Regions from separate parts of the Hordeum vulgare genome. Here region 2 is linked to region 1. The links are chromatin contacts, called in public Hi-C maps. All regions are on one chromosome and are shown on one strand. Each heading gives the region's core, a stretch centred on a gene start, on an enhancer-like site or on the middle of the called end of the contact. The rest is flanking DNA. Distances are from core to core; before and after follow the strand shown. Region 1 holds the start of LOC123439969 (annexin D3-like). Region 2 holds the start of LOC123399580.

Region 1 (6,511 bases), core at 993-3,492:
TTTTTGATGGATTGGTCCTTCTTAATAAGGTTTAACTATACTTGGCCCCCTTGTTCTAATTTTCTGGCTCCGCCACTGATGGCAGGAGGGAAAATGATCATTGAGAAACTTGTAGGAGATCTGCAGCACATGATGAAGGTCCCAAGTCGTCATGGTCCACGGAAATGGAAGAACACATCACATGAACAGATCAATTTGCCTCCAAATGGTTGCGTCTACTCAATTCACAGGCCCCTCTAATATTTCTGGATGCTACTGACAAGGAGAGACGCCAGATCCTCATCGGTCGCACCAACTGGTGCCTCCGCAACTGATCTTCGGGAGACGTGGAGTTAATCTCCTGCTGTTATATTTGCATCATCCAGAAAATCTTGTTCGAAAACACTTGGTATACTTCTGGTTTATGGCTACTTTGGCTATGCCTTGGCGCATAAATCTGCCTGTACTGAATGTGATTTCATCGCGATGGAACGGAACCAGGGGATGCGGCCCCTTTCTTTCAAAAAACAAAATGTGTGCTCATAATGTATCCAGAATTCTCATCTCAAATTGATGATCATATATAGTGGCAATGTATAAACCCTACAGTCCACGTTGTCATCCTTATCGTCGCCACCAGCATCGTCATTATCCCCTTCAATCATGCATGGTTGGTTTATGTCTTATTCAATTCAAGGATGTTCATGAACACAACTTGTATATCAAGTTTCTGCTACTAGGTCACATACCAGCAAACCGGACATCATTATACTAGCTTGTTGTCTTTGGCTTCTCTCTAACAAATCAATCAGAGCTTCGTACTATGCCACGAAACCTAAGCTAGTTAGCTGGACAATTAAGGGGTTAGAGAAATGGTTGATGAAACATTTCCACTCACCAATTTAATGCAGTTTTGTAAGTTCACACCACCGCCGTCCATATCTAACAGTGTAAGGATGTGACGTGCGATTATTTCAGCTGAAACTTGTGGCAAAAGAATCGCACGGACTATCAGAAGATGTGAAAACACATGCACCGCCAAGGATATGTAAGACGTAACCCCTAAAAAAGACATCTAGATACAACTGGTGTGGTCCAAAATAACTCATTATCATCGTCCCTGTATGTTGGGCCATATTCTTCAATCATACAGCAAGCCTGTTATTATGCTGGAGGAAACTGGGCGCATGGTGAAGGACAAGATCATTGGTGACTTGCACACAAGCAAATCACCCCTATAATATTGGAGATTTCAGATATGGTCGTTGATTTGTTTGCATAAGCAGCCATTGGGCATTTGCCGCAGTTGTCCATGTATCTTTCGTCAAAGGCCTGGTTAATTATGCGTTTGGTTGGCAGGCAACCAAATGAACTCTTGGCAACGTTGATATATAGTATTAGAAAACCACTGGTCAGATCAGTGTGATCCACGAGAACACTTGTTTTCTCTTATATTCTAAGCAGGCAGTTCTACAGTCAGCTCAACCTTGCCAACTGTCCTTCTAGTCTAGCTTTCTTTTCTGAAATATAAATACCACTACACAGTTGTTTAAATGCAACTTACTTATTTATTTTCCCTCTTCCAAGCAGCCTCCGTTGAAAGAAAGAGTTCAACAAAGCAGGAGAAGAAGATAAAAGCAGAGAGAGTATGGGTTTCACAGAGAAAGCAAAAAAAAAAAGACTTTGAAAATGCTTTGTGAACTGTGGCATGTTCTCAGCTTTTGAACCGGGCGCATGGAACGTGCGGGCATGTCCTCCGTTTTTTCGAAAGGCCCGTGATTGTTCAGATTATCTTGGAGCCCATGACGCGTCTCCTTGTGAACGACGACGGGCTAAAGTATTAAAGCGTGAGGAAACTACGGGTCTTTGCATGGTGGAAACAGTGTGGTTTTGGGGATTTGCTTGGAGCTCTCTTTTGGAAGAGAAACCTTACCGGTTAAGCAATGCCATGTGTTTCCAAGATCATGCTTCCAGGATGAGAATCTCTGGTTTTTTTTATCAATGTTACTACTACTAAACTACTGTACTTTGTTGTTGCACATGGTGATACACCATCTTCCCCAATAGTGGAAGGGTGAGCGCGAGGAAACAGCTAGCTCGGAACTAAAGATAAGAATAGATAAGGGCCATGAGAAATTTATTCATCAAGGCGCCTGTAGCTCAGTGGATAGAGCGTCCGTTTCCTAAGCGGAAAGTCGTAGGTTCGACCCCTACCTGGCGCGTTTTTTCTATTATTTTTTTTGCTTAGTTGGTGCACTATTTTTGAACCATTATTTATTTCCCAACAGGAGAGGATATGAACAAGCATGAATCAGGCAAAGAGGGTGTCAAACGGTAATGATACTCTCCACCATCTTCTACAAGGTAGTATTACTGATTTTCCTTAACTCCCAAGTTCTCCAAATCAGTAGATGGTGGGGGACAAGTCTGAAAATACCCCAAGATGTCAGTAAGATTGACAGTACATTACAGTGAGCAAGTCTGAAAATAGATGAGGCAAGCCTTAACTTAAAAGCAGTATCACTCACGTTTTTCCAGCAATCAAATCCGGTTCCCTCTTCAATGCTGATTAAGTAGGAGTAATGGACATAATGGAACCCCCAAAATGCCCCCTCGTGTGACCTGTACACAACATTAGCCAAGCTGGGTAATGATAATAGCACCATCAAAACCCGAACGGCGAAAGAAAAACGCAATCAAAAAGATGCACGCGAAACACACGAGGAAATATAATTAGGCGAAAAGCTCGTTGCCGGCGAAGCTTTCAACCCTGGCTGCCATGTGTGGCTGGTGCTGCTGCCTCGACCTCGAGTGCATCCATAACATCCCGCCCCTCAGTCTCCTCTTCCTCCACTTCTCCTCGGCTCCATCAACGGGAAGGGAGGGGATAGCAGAACGTGCTCCCTCCATGGCCTCCATCTCGGTCCCGGACCCCGTCCCTTCCCCGACCGAGGACGCAGAGAACATAAGAAAGGCGGTACAAGGTACTGTGATTCAAGTTTAACCAAGATTGTAGGTCCGTGTGCACTATATATATATATATATTTATACGTGAGATACTACGATCACTGAATTGTGTGAAAGATTTGTGAGCTGAGCTCTCCTGGTCAATTCTTTGTGAGATGGCCGCTGTTCGAGCCTGTTTAATCTAGAGAGTGAAGAATTATGTACTGAAATCGAGAAAAATGGACAGGGTGGGGGACGGACGAGAATGCGCTGATCGAGATCCTAGGCCACCGGACGGCGGCGCAGCGCGCGGAGATCGCCGTGGCCTACGAGGGCCTCAACGACAAGACCCTCCTCCGCACGCTCCAAGACGAGCTCTCCGGCCACTTCAAGGTAACTAGTAGTACCTTCACCTCTTCCATGGCGACCTCCTCTCCCTAGGCTTCTTCTTCTTCCCCGGACGGACAGTGAAATCTCCATGTACTGTATGTGCGTTGGTTGGTCTGGTGGTCAGGGCGCCATGACGCTGTGGGCGATGGACCCGGTGGCGCGGGACGCCAAGCTGGCCTACAAGGCCCTGAGGAAGAAGGGCGGCGACCGGCACGCCTGGGTGCTCATCGAGGTGGCCTGCGCGTCGTCGCCGGACCACCTCGTCGCCGTCAGGAAGGCCTACTGCTCCGCCTACGACTCGTCCCTCGAGGAGGACGTCGCCGCCTGCTCGCTCTACAAGGAACCCCTCAAGCAGGCGAGGCCCTTCTCCTCCTCCTTTCCTCACCCGCCGTGGGTTGATTTCTTTGCTCTCGCCGGTCCGGCCAGCTGAGCGCTCGTGTCGTGTGCAGTTCCTGGTGCGGTTGGTGAGCTCGTACCGCTACGCCGGCGACCTCGTCGACGGCGAGCTGGCGAGGGCGGAGGCGGCCGAGCTGCACGGCGCGGTGGCGGCCAAGAAGCAGCCGCTGCACGGGGACGTGGTGCGCATCGTCAGCTCCAGGAGCAAGCCGCAGCTCAAGGCCACGTTCGAGCACTACAAGCGACAGCACGGCAAGCCCATCCACGAGGTTCGACCGCCTCATGCTTATACAGATATACTCCTACAACCAAAGAACTGAACACGAATGAACTTGACTTTTATCTGTTTTTATTTTATTTATGTGCCACAAATTGGCAGGTTCTCGAGGGGAACCGGAATGACCAGCTCTCGGCCATGCTGAAAACTGCGGTTTGGTGCTTGACATCGCCGGAGAAACATTTCGCAGAGGTAACACCCAAAAGACTAAGCATTTGGAATGAGTTGTTTTTTATGCTCCTTGCCTTCTCCAGGTGATCCGGACCTCGATCATAGGGCTCGGCACCGACGAGGAGTCGCTGACCAGAGCCATCGTCTCGCGCGCGGAGGTCGACATGAAGAAAGTCAAGGAGGAATACAAGGTGAGGTACAAGACGACGGTGACCAAGGACGTCGTCGGCGACACTTCCGGGTACTACCAGGGCATCCTGCTCACCCTCATCGGGCCAGAGTAGCCATTGCCAGGATCATGCAAGCTCAGAGGATGATGTTCAATGGCATATTGCTTTAGTACTTTGCTGGTTTGATTGAGCAGAGTGGCACTGCCGTGTGTACAATCTAGAGTGAAGTGTTGGTGTTGTGAAATAAGACCCGTGACAGTTCATTTATTGGTGTATTCAACACTAGCTTGAGACAACGGTACTTCCATCATGATTTGATTTATCCAAAGATACATGGTGCCATGGTATCATAAACTCATTTTATGCACATAGATAGTTGCGGCGATTCGACTCAAGTAACACAGAATGAACGGTAGAGCTACTGAAAATACAGAACCAAACGCACATCCTACTTCATCAGTAGGCGGGTGGGATCTCACTTCTTCCTTGCAAGAGCAGCTGCAATCCCACCAACGATAAGCCCTACTGCAGTTGTGGCGATTCCTATGCCAATCACACCATCTGCACGGAACAGGGTTACCAGTATCTTTAGCCAGCATATATTGCTTGGTTTTGAACTCGGCATAAATAACTCAATAGCATACTGTTGTCACTTCAACAGATAAAGAAATAGTATCTCATAGCGTTCTACTGAGGATTGAGGAACATGTAAAAAAGATCAAACTGCCAATGGACCATAGAAAAGTATGGTTGATTAAACTTATCTTACCTTTAGCAATTTTATCCTCTATTGCCTTCTTCAGAGATGATGCCTGCCGCCAATCAGGTTGAATCTACAAGAAAGAGGTCAAGATAAATTAGAAGGGGAAATTTTAGAAAGGTGGCAATATCCATAAACCGTTATGCAATTATATTCAACTACTCCCTCCGTTCCTAAATATAAGTCTTTTTAGAGATTTTATTAAATGACTACATACAAAATAAAATGAATGAATGTACATTCTAAAATATGTCTATATTCATCCGTATGTAGATTTATAGTGAAACCTCTTCAAAGACTTATATTTAGGAACGGAGGGAGTAGTATGGAATATAAAGATGATGGTCCCAGATTACCCCTTAAACGGTTGAAAGACATATGTACTTATCTTACCCCATGAAGTTTGTTTTGGATATTTTGGTCTAAATTCTAATTATATCCCATGTTTAAAGTGTATATGTCACATAGATAAATATATCTAACTAACATGTCCGGCACAAAAAATGCTACTTCGGAAATAGGCTCAAGCAGAGCCAAATCTTTAAGTGGAATAGCACATAACAAACCAGCAACAAGGATAACCACAATCTTCAACTGCTTAGCTAGATTTAGTCGACAAGGATAAGTGCCGAATCAATAGAAGTATAAAACACATGCAGAACAGTTGAATGAATTCAGTTAAGCAATTAGACAGAAATGCTGTTTGCATAACAGTTAACAAAATAACATAGCCAATTAGCCACATATCAATTGCTTATCAGTCCTACCGCAAAAAAAAAAAATCGAATGTATACCATGACACTGTCAGATCAATGAGAGGGATGGGGTGATTTAAGGACAATTTTTTGGATGGTGCAAATGTAGAAAGATTATTTTCGAGCCTGACTAAGAAATCAACAAACTGAGGTAGCCAAAAATGTCAAGAACTTCTACTTTAGCCACACAAACCTCAGTGGTAGAATCAAATACTTGGTTTATCACTATGTCATCCAGCACAGAAACAGTACTGGTTAATACTTAGTTACAGAAGCAATATTCAAATAAACTCCATATGTGTCATCCATTGGACCAGCACAGAAATAGTACTGGTTGTGTTACACGAGAAAATAAGAAAATGCGTTATCACAAGTTAACAGGACAAAGCTATTTGCGTCAACTGCATGTAAGATATTATTAAATACTCCCTCCGTCCCAAAATTCTTGTCTTAGATTTGTTTAGATATGAATGTATCTAGTCAAGTTTTAGTATTTAGATACATCCATTTCTAGACAAAGCTAAGACAAGAATTTTGGGACGGAGGGAGTACTTGGTTTGCAGTTAACCTGAAACCAGTGAATATTGTTTCCCTTTTACCAGCAGAAAGACCAATTACACATCAAGAAAGTATGCGTTGCATAAGGCAATCAGAAGGTGCAAATATC
Region 2 (6,526 bases), core at 2,348-4,847, 300 kb before region 1:
AGACTGTTGGAAATATGCCCTAGAGGCAATAATAAAATGGTTATTACCATATTTCCTTGTTCATGATAATCGTCTATTGTTCATGCTATAATTGTATTAACAGGAAACAGTAATACATGTGTGAATAAATAGATCACAATGTGTCCCTAGCAAGCCTCTAGTTGGCTAGCTCGTTGATCAATAGATGATCATGGTTTCCTGATCATGGGCATTAGATGTCATTGATAACGGGATCACATCATTGGGAGAATGATGTGATGGACAAGACCCAATCCTAAGCATAGCACTAGATCGTATTGTTCGTATGCTAAAGTTTTTCTAATGTCAAGTGTCTTTTCCTTCGATCGTGTGATTGTGCAACTCCCGGACACCGTAGGAGTGCTTTGGGTGTATCAAACATCACAACGTAACTGGGTGACTATAAAGGTGCACTACGGGTACCTCTGAAAGTGTCTGTTGGGTTGGTACGAATCGAGATCGGGATTTGTCACTCCGTGTGACGGAGAGGTATCTCTGGGCCCACTCGGTAGAACATCATCATGAGCTCAATGTGACTAAGGAGTTAGTCACAGGATGACGTGCTATGAAACGAGTAAAGAGACTTACCGGTAACGAGACTGAACAAGGTATAGGTATAGCGACGATCGAATCTCGGGCAAGTTCTATACCGACACACAAAGGGAATTGTATACGGGATTGATTGAATCCTTGACATTGTGGTTCATCCGATAAGATCATCGTGGAACGTGTGGGAGCCACCATGGGTATCCAGATCCCGCTGATGGTTATTGGCCGGAGAGCGTCTCGGTCATGTGTGCATGCTTCCCGAACCCGTAGGGTCTACACACTTAAGGTTCGATGACGCTAGGGTTATAGGGAAATGTTATACGAGGTTACCGAAAGTTGTTCGGAGTCCCGGATGAGATTCCGGATGTCACCAGCAGCTCCGGAATGGTCTGGAGGTAAAGATTGATATATAGGATGGATGGTTTTGGACACCGGAAATGTTTCCGGCGTCACCGGTAGCGTACCGGGACCACCGGAAATGGGCCCGGGGGTCCATCGGGAGGGGCCACCAGCCCCAAGAGGTAGCATGGGCCAAAAGGTGGTCGGCAACCAGCCCAAAGTGGGCTGGTGCGCCACCCACAAGGGGGCCCAAGGCGCAAGAGGTGGAGAGGGGGGGAACCCTAGGCGTTGGTGGGCCTAAGGCCCACCTAAGGGGTGCGCCACCCCCTCCCCCTGCCCTAGCCACCGCACCTCCCATCTGGGGAGCTGCCGCACCACCTAGGGGGAAACTCTAGGGGTGGCACCCCCTCCCCTCCTCCTATATATATGGAGGGGTTTGGGGCTATTTTGCAGCTATTTTGCACACCGTTCCATCTCCCCTTCGGTGCAGCCCTGCTCCCCTCCTTCCTCCTCCTCACACGGTGCTTGGCGAAGCCCTGTCGGAAGACCTCGTTTCTCCATCGACACCACGCCGTCGTGCTGCCGGAGATCTTCCCCAACCTCTCCCTCCTCCTTGCTGGATCAAGGTGCGGGAGACGTCACCGGGCTGCACGTGTGTTGAACGCGGAGGTGCCGTGGTTCGGCACTAGCTCGGGATCACACCGCGATCTGAATCGCCGCGAGTACGGCTCCATCAACCGCGTTCTAGTAACGCTTCCGCTTAGCGATCTTCAAAGGTATGAAGATGCACTCACCCCTCTCTCGTTGCTCGTCTCTCCATAGGAAGATCTAAATATGGTGTAGGAAAACTGTATAATTTGTGCTACGTTACCCAACACGAGGATGAGAGTATAATTTTATTATGACAACGTTGGTAGTCGTGTGAAGCATGCGAGGGACGCGAATGAGATCACTGCATTTCTTGACACCTACCGGAAGATTGACAACAATGCTTCACACTACGAGCTCTGTGATGATCTCGTTGAGAATTAGTGGCAACTCTTTGGGAGATAGACTGTCATTTTAATCTGAAGAATTTATTGTTGTATTTGTGTGAGATTTGAACAATTTGTTATTGTAATAACTATTTAAAGTTGAACATTTGTTGTAATGAAGATGATTGTTGTATTATGAATTGCCTTTGGGATCATTTGTTTAATTTCTAATGTGATTCTATTCGATCTGTATTTTCGAAAGTCAATGAATTTGCAAACTTCTATAAACCCGTTTCGCAAAATTTTTACGGGATAAGTTTAGAGGATCTATTTTGCGCCGGAGGCCTCACGGTATCGGAATTTTTATAGTTCTCTCGTAAATGAATTTAATGGGACGCTTTTATCGGATCTGTTACAGATGGTCCAAGGCTCGAAGCTCTATGGTTCCAATGAAGGTTGGCTATGGTGGATTGCTGCCGGTCGCCGCCGGCACAAGGAAAACCTATGTAGAACCACTTGCAAGCATTGTCCACTCTTAATTAGTTTAGTTGGTTGGTGCAGTTCTAGATAATCCCGTTGACTGCACACGTTATTCGTGATGCACGCACCCCGCGCGGCCGCGGTCCGGCGCGGCGGAAAGGCCGCAGCTGCGTGGAAGGCAAATTGCAGTGTCCTACACTACACTAATAATGCTACAGTACGTACCAAAAACAAATCAAGATCTGACGAAAACTTTGGGCCCCTCTACAGCACACTATAATGAAAGACCAATAGCCCCCGGCTGAGAAAAGCTAATCCAGATCGCCGTCAGTAAAGTGGCGATCCACGTCAGCCCCTCCATCCACCCTCATCCCCGGGATCAACTGAGACAAGAACTCAGGAGCCACCACGCCCGTATACTATGTACCGCCATGCATCAAGTTTACGGTCAGATCGCGTTAAGGAAAAAGCAAGTATACGGTGCCTACCAAAGAAAACGTTTTAGTTATACTTATAAGACGTGGGTACACCCTACAACAACAAACCTAGAGGTTTCAAGCGTACTAAGCATACATCAATGCTACTGGTTGGCGCCATAAAAAATGGAACGGAAGGAATGAATTAAATCCGTCCATTGTCTATGCCTTTTAACACCAGCTAACTCATAAATGGATGATCGTATTCCTTAACGCTCATCATAAATGGATCCTCTAGAACCAACCATGCATCCTCCTCCTACAGCATCACAGAAAACACAAACGGGCCACGTAGCCAGCCGTCATAGAAGATCCAGCGTCCAAGAGAAGGTAAAAAAGGTCGCTCTCCGCATCAGCCTTCTCTATCAAGGGTGTCCCTTTGAGCCGCCCACCCACTCGCCGCGGCTCCCCTTCTTCCTCCCATCGCATTCCTCCCCGCACACAATCCTTCCTTTTTTTATTCTTCCCTTCCACTCTTCCTTTACTTTGGTTTGTGCTCTCGAGTCTAATCCCGTTTCTTCCCTCGTTCGTCCAACTCCCAACTCCCATAGTTCACATCACCTTTGCTTCGGCTTTCTTGCCGCCCGCCCTTGAACTCGACAAGAAGAAAGAAGCCAAGCACTCCACGGAACCTCCCACCACAAGCCGAGAGATTCCAGACGGAGGGAAGCTTTGGGTCCAAGAACCCGAGGGAGAGAAGCCAAGAAATCGGAAGAAGGAATAGTGGTGGTACTAGTGCCGTGGTAGCAGGCTAGCAGCCATGGTGAGGAGCAAAGAGGTGCCCAAGAGGCCCAAGGACCCGCTCATGACACCTCCGTCCAAGCCCAGGGGGTTCAGGGACGACGACGGCGGAAGCCTGCCGAGGAACCGCGGCGGCGCGGCCATGTCCCCGGCGCCGGCCTCCGTGCCCAACTACATGCGGGCCACCAGCAGCTCCGGCGCCAAGGCCGGGCGGCGCGGCGCGGGGGCCGTGCCCTCCTCGGCGTCGCCCACGAGCCGGCGGGGGCCTGTGCGGGTGGTGACCAGGGGGAGGGTGCTTTTCCCGACGCCGGAGGTGCCCGGCATGGTCCGCCCCACGTGCTCCTCCACCATGAAGGAGGCCAAGTTCCCCGGCGCGCTCGACCTGGCGCCCGGGGCGACCGACGCCCAGGGCCCCGCGGCGATGCGCGTGTGCCCGTACAACTACTGCTCCCTCAACGGCCACGCGCACTCGCCGGCCGTGCCGCTCCGGAGCTTCCTCGCATCGCGCCGCCGGCTCATCAAGACGCAGCAGAGCATGAAGCACAAGGGCGTCTCGGCGTTCCGCAAGGGATCCGGCCACCAGAGGCCGGAAGACAAGAAAAGCAGCCCCGTCGTCTCCGCCGCCGTTGCCAAGGCCGCGCCTCTGGTCGACGAGGAGGCGCTGGGCGACTTCTTCGTGGAGGTGTACGCCGGCCCGAGGGTGAGCTCCGACATGAGCTGCAGCGACATGTCCCTGGACGAGATGGACGCCGCGGTGAGGAGGATGGAGTTCGTCGTCTTCGACCGATGCGGCGTGGGCGAGGAAGACGAGAAGGGCGGCGATCCTGCCGCTCGCGGCGACGGCCACGGCGACGGGAGGCCGGAGGAGGAGGACAGGCTAGGTTTCTGCAGGGACAGTTCGTCGGAGTGCAGCGATGAAGGTGTCCCCGGTCTCATCTCCGGCAACATCGTGGAGGAGCTGCCCTGGATGAGGTACCAGGGGTACGAGTGCGATAGCCTGTACGACGATGTTTCAGAAGAACGAGAAAATGTTCAGGAAGCAGAAGTTTCAGAAGGCAGATCCCGCGGATCGGGCGATAATCACGAAGAAGATGCCAATGAAGAGCAGAAACCGAAAGATGGGGAGATCACCGCCGATCGGCCCCGTGAAACGGGGATCGCCGCGGATGAAGAGGGTATCGTTTGCGGGGTGGAGGTCAGCGAAGACTGGCAGGGAAGAGATGAAGGCGACGACATCGCCAACACCATGGATCAACAGGAGGCGGCTTCCACAGTGCAAGAGACGCAATATCCTGAAGAAGACGAGGAGCGAGTCTCGGATATTGCCCACAAAATGGAGATCGCCGCGGCGCAATCATATATTGTTTGTGCAGCGGAGGTCCGCAATGAGCAGGAAGAAGAAGAAGAAGAAGATCAAGACAACATTCAGAGGCAGGTGATCCAAGGGTATGTTTCTATTGAACCAGGCACATCAGAAGAGAAGCTCTCCATCTATGGATCAGAGATTCCTGAGACTGAAATAGCAGAAAGAGAAGAGAAGCTCTCCATCTATGGATCAGAGATTCCTGAGACTGAAGTAGCAGAAAGAGTGGAAAATGTCCTCGAGGAGAGCCGGGAAGAGGAGGGTTCAGCAGATCAGGAGGCAAAGGATGATCAGAGCAACGTGGAATCTACGGGCAACTTGGAGGTTGCAGAGAAGCAGGACATGCCGGATGACGGGTCTGAAATGGAGATTTCTGAGACTGTCCACAGTGCTGCATGCGAAGAGGATTTTGTTCAGGAAGAATTAGCCTCCAAAGCTGATTCAGAAGGTGAAATTTCTGACCCCAGTGCTGTTGCTTCTCCGGACGTTGAAATGTCCACACCACCAACAGAGGGTGGCTTTGAACAAGATGAGGACACTGTGGAAGATGCTTTTGAAGAGTATCCCTGCAGCGCCGTGAACGACTTGGTTGATCAATTTATCCCTACAGAAGACACAGTGGATGTCACAGAAGATGCTCAGAAGGAAATTGAGATTACCTCATGCAATTTGGAAGCTGCTTCTGATGAAGCTGGTACTATCCAAGAAAGCAGCCAGGAAGTCGATTTGGTATGTGTTGATGCTGCTGCTGAAATCGAACCGCAGCCAGAGATTACAAATTGCAAGTCGGAAGATTCTTCTGAACAAGAGTCTTGTATTGCCCAAGAAAGCAGCCAAGATGCTAAGCCTGTATGTGTTGATGCTGCTGCTGAAATGGAACCAGAGATAGAGGTTGCAAATTGCAAAGTGGAACATTCTTTTGAAGAGTCTGGTACTGCCCAAGAAAGCAGCCAAGACGTCAAACCTGCATGTGTTGATGCTGCTGCTCAAATAGAATCAGAGACTACAAACTGCAACTTGGAAGATGCTTCTGAAGAAGGTGGTATCACTGGACAAACTGTTCAGGATAATAACTTGGTGTATGTCGGCGAGGTTGCTCAAGTGCAATCAGAGGTTGACACAAGCGAGTTGGTAGACACTTCTGAAGAATCTGGTATTGCCCATGAAATTGGTGAAGATGATAACTGTGCATATGTCAGTGATGATGCTCAAAGTGATTCTGGGATCGCCACATGCGAATTGGGAAAAGAATCTGCTGCTGTTCAGGAAGCTGATCACGATGACAACTGTACAGACGTCAATGGTGGTTCTACTAATGAATCTGCGCTTACCCCTTGTGAACTGGCAGAGGCTTCTGAAGCATATGATATTACCCAAGAAGCTATTCAAGACGAAAACACTTCAGATGTCAAGGATGATGCCCAAAAGGAATCAGATATTATAGCGTGCGAATCAGAACATGCTCGTGAAGAATCTGATATTACCCAAGAAGGGAGCCAAGAAGATGATAAGACTCCTGGTGCCGTCACTGATGCTCTAATGGAACCGGCGATTATCATGTCCGTGTTGCCAGGTGCTTGTGAAGA

What was found. A called contact is a pair of places that touch in the nucleus more often than the background predicts.
Region 2: a Hi-C map of seedling shows a contact between it and region 1, with 2.8 times the contacts expected there. The contact joins the promoter of LOC123399580 here to the promoter of LOC123439969 in region 1. A contact is called at or near these places in 2 of 6 Hi-C or Micro-C datasets (leaf and seedling).

Annotation. Positions count from the first base shown.
Region 1 is chr1H:394,203,544-394,210,054 of MorexV3_pseudomolecules_assembly, reverse strand. It overlaps LOC123439969 (annexin D3-like), which reads left to right and starts at 2,242. Exons shown (of 6, transcript XM_045116577.1): 1 at 2,242-2,963; 2 at 3,173-3,318; 3 at 3,440-3,670; 4 at 3,765-3,980; 5 at 4,091-4,180; 6 at 4,243-4,657. The coding sequence starts at 2,759. The coding sequence ends at 4,443. It overlaps TRNAR-CCU (a tRNA gene), which reads left to right and starts at 2,129; the gene lies at 2,129-2,201. LOC123439990 (mitochondrial fission 1 protein A-like) reads right to left here. Exons shown (of 5, transcript XM_045116588.1): 4 at 5,099-5,162; 5 at 4,617-4,890. The coding sequence ends at 4,805.
Region 2 is chr1H:394,505,096-394,511,621 of MorexV3_pseudomolecules_assembly, reverse strand. It overlaps LOC123399580, which reads left to right and starts at 3,597. Exons shown (of 2, transcript XM_045093985.1): 1 at 3,597-6,526. The coding sequence starts at 3,597.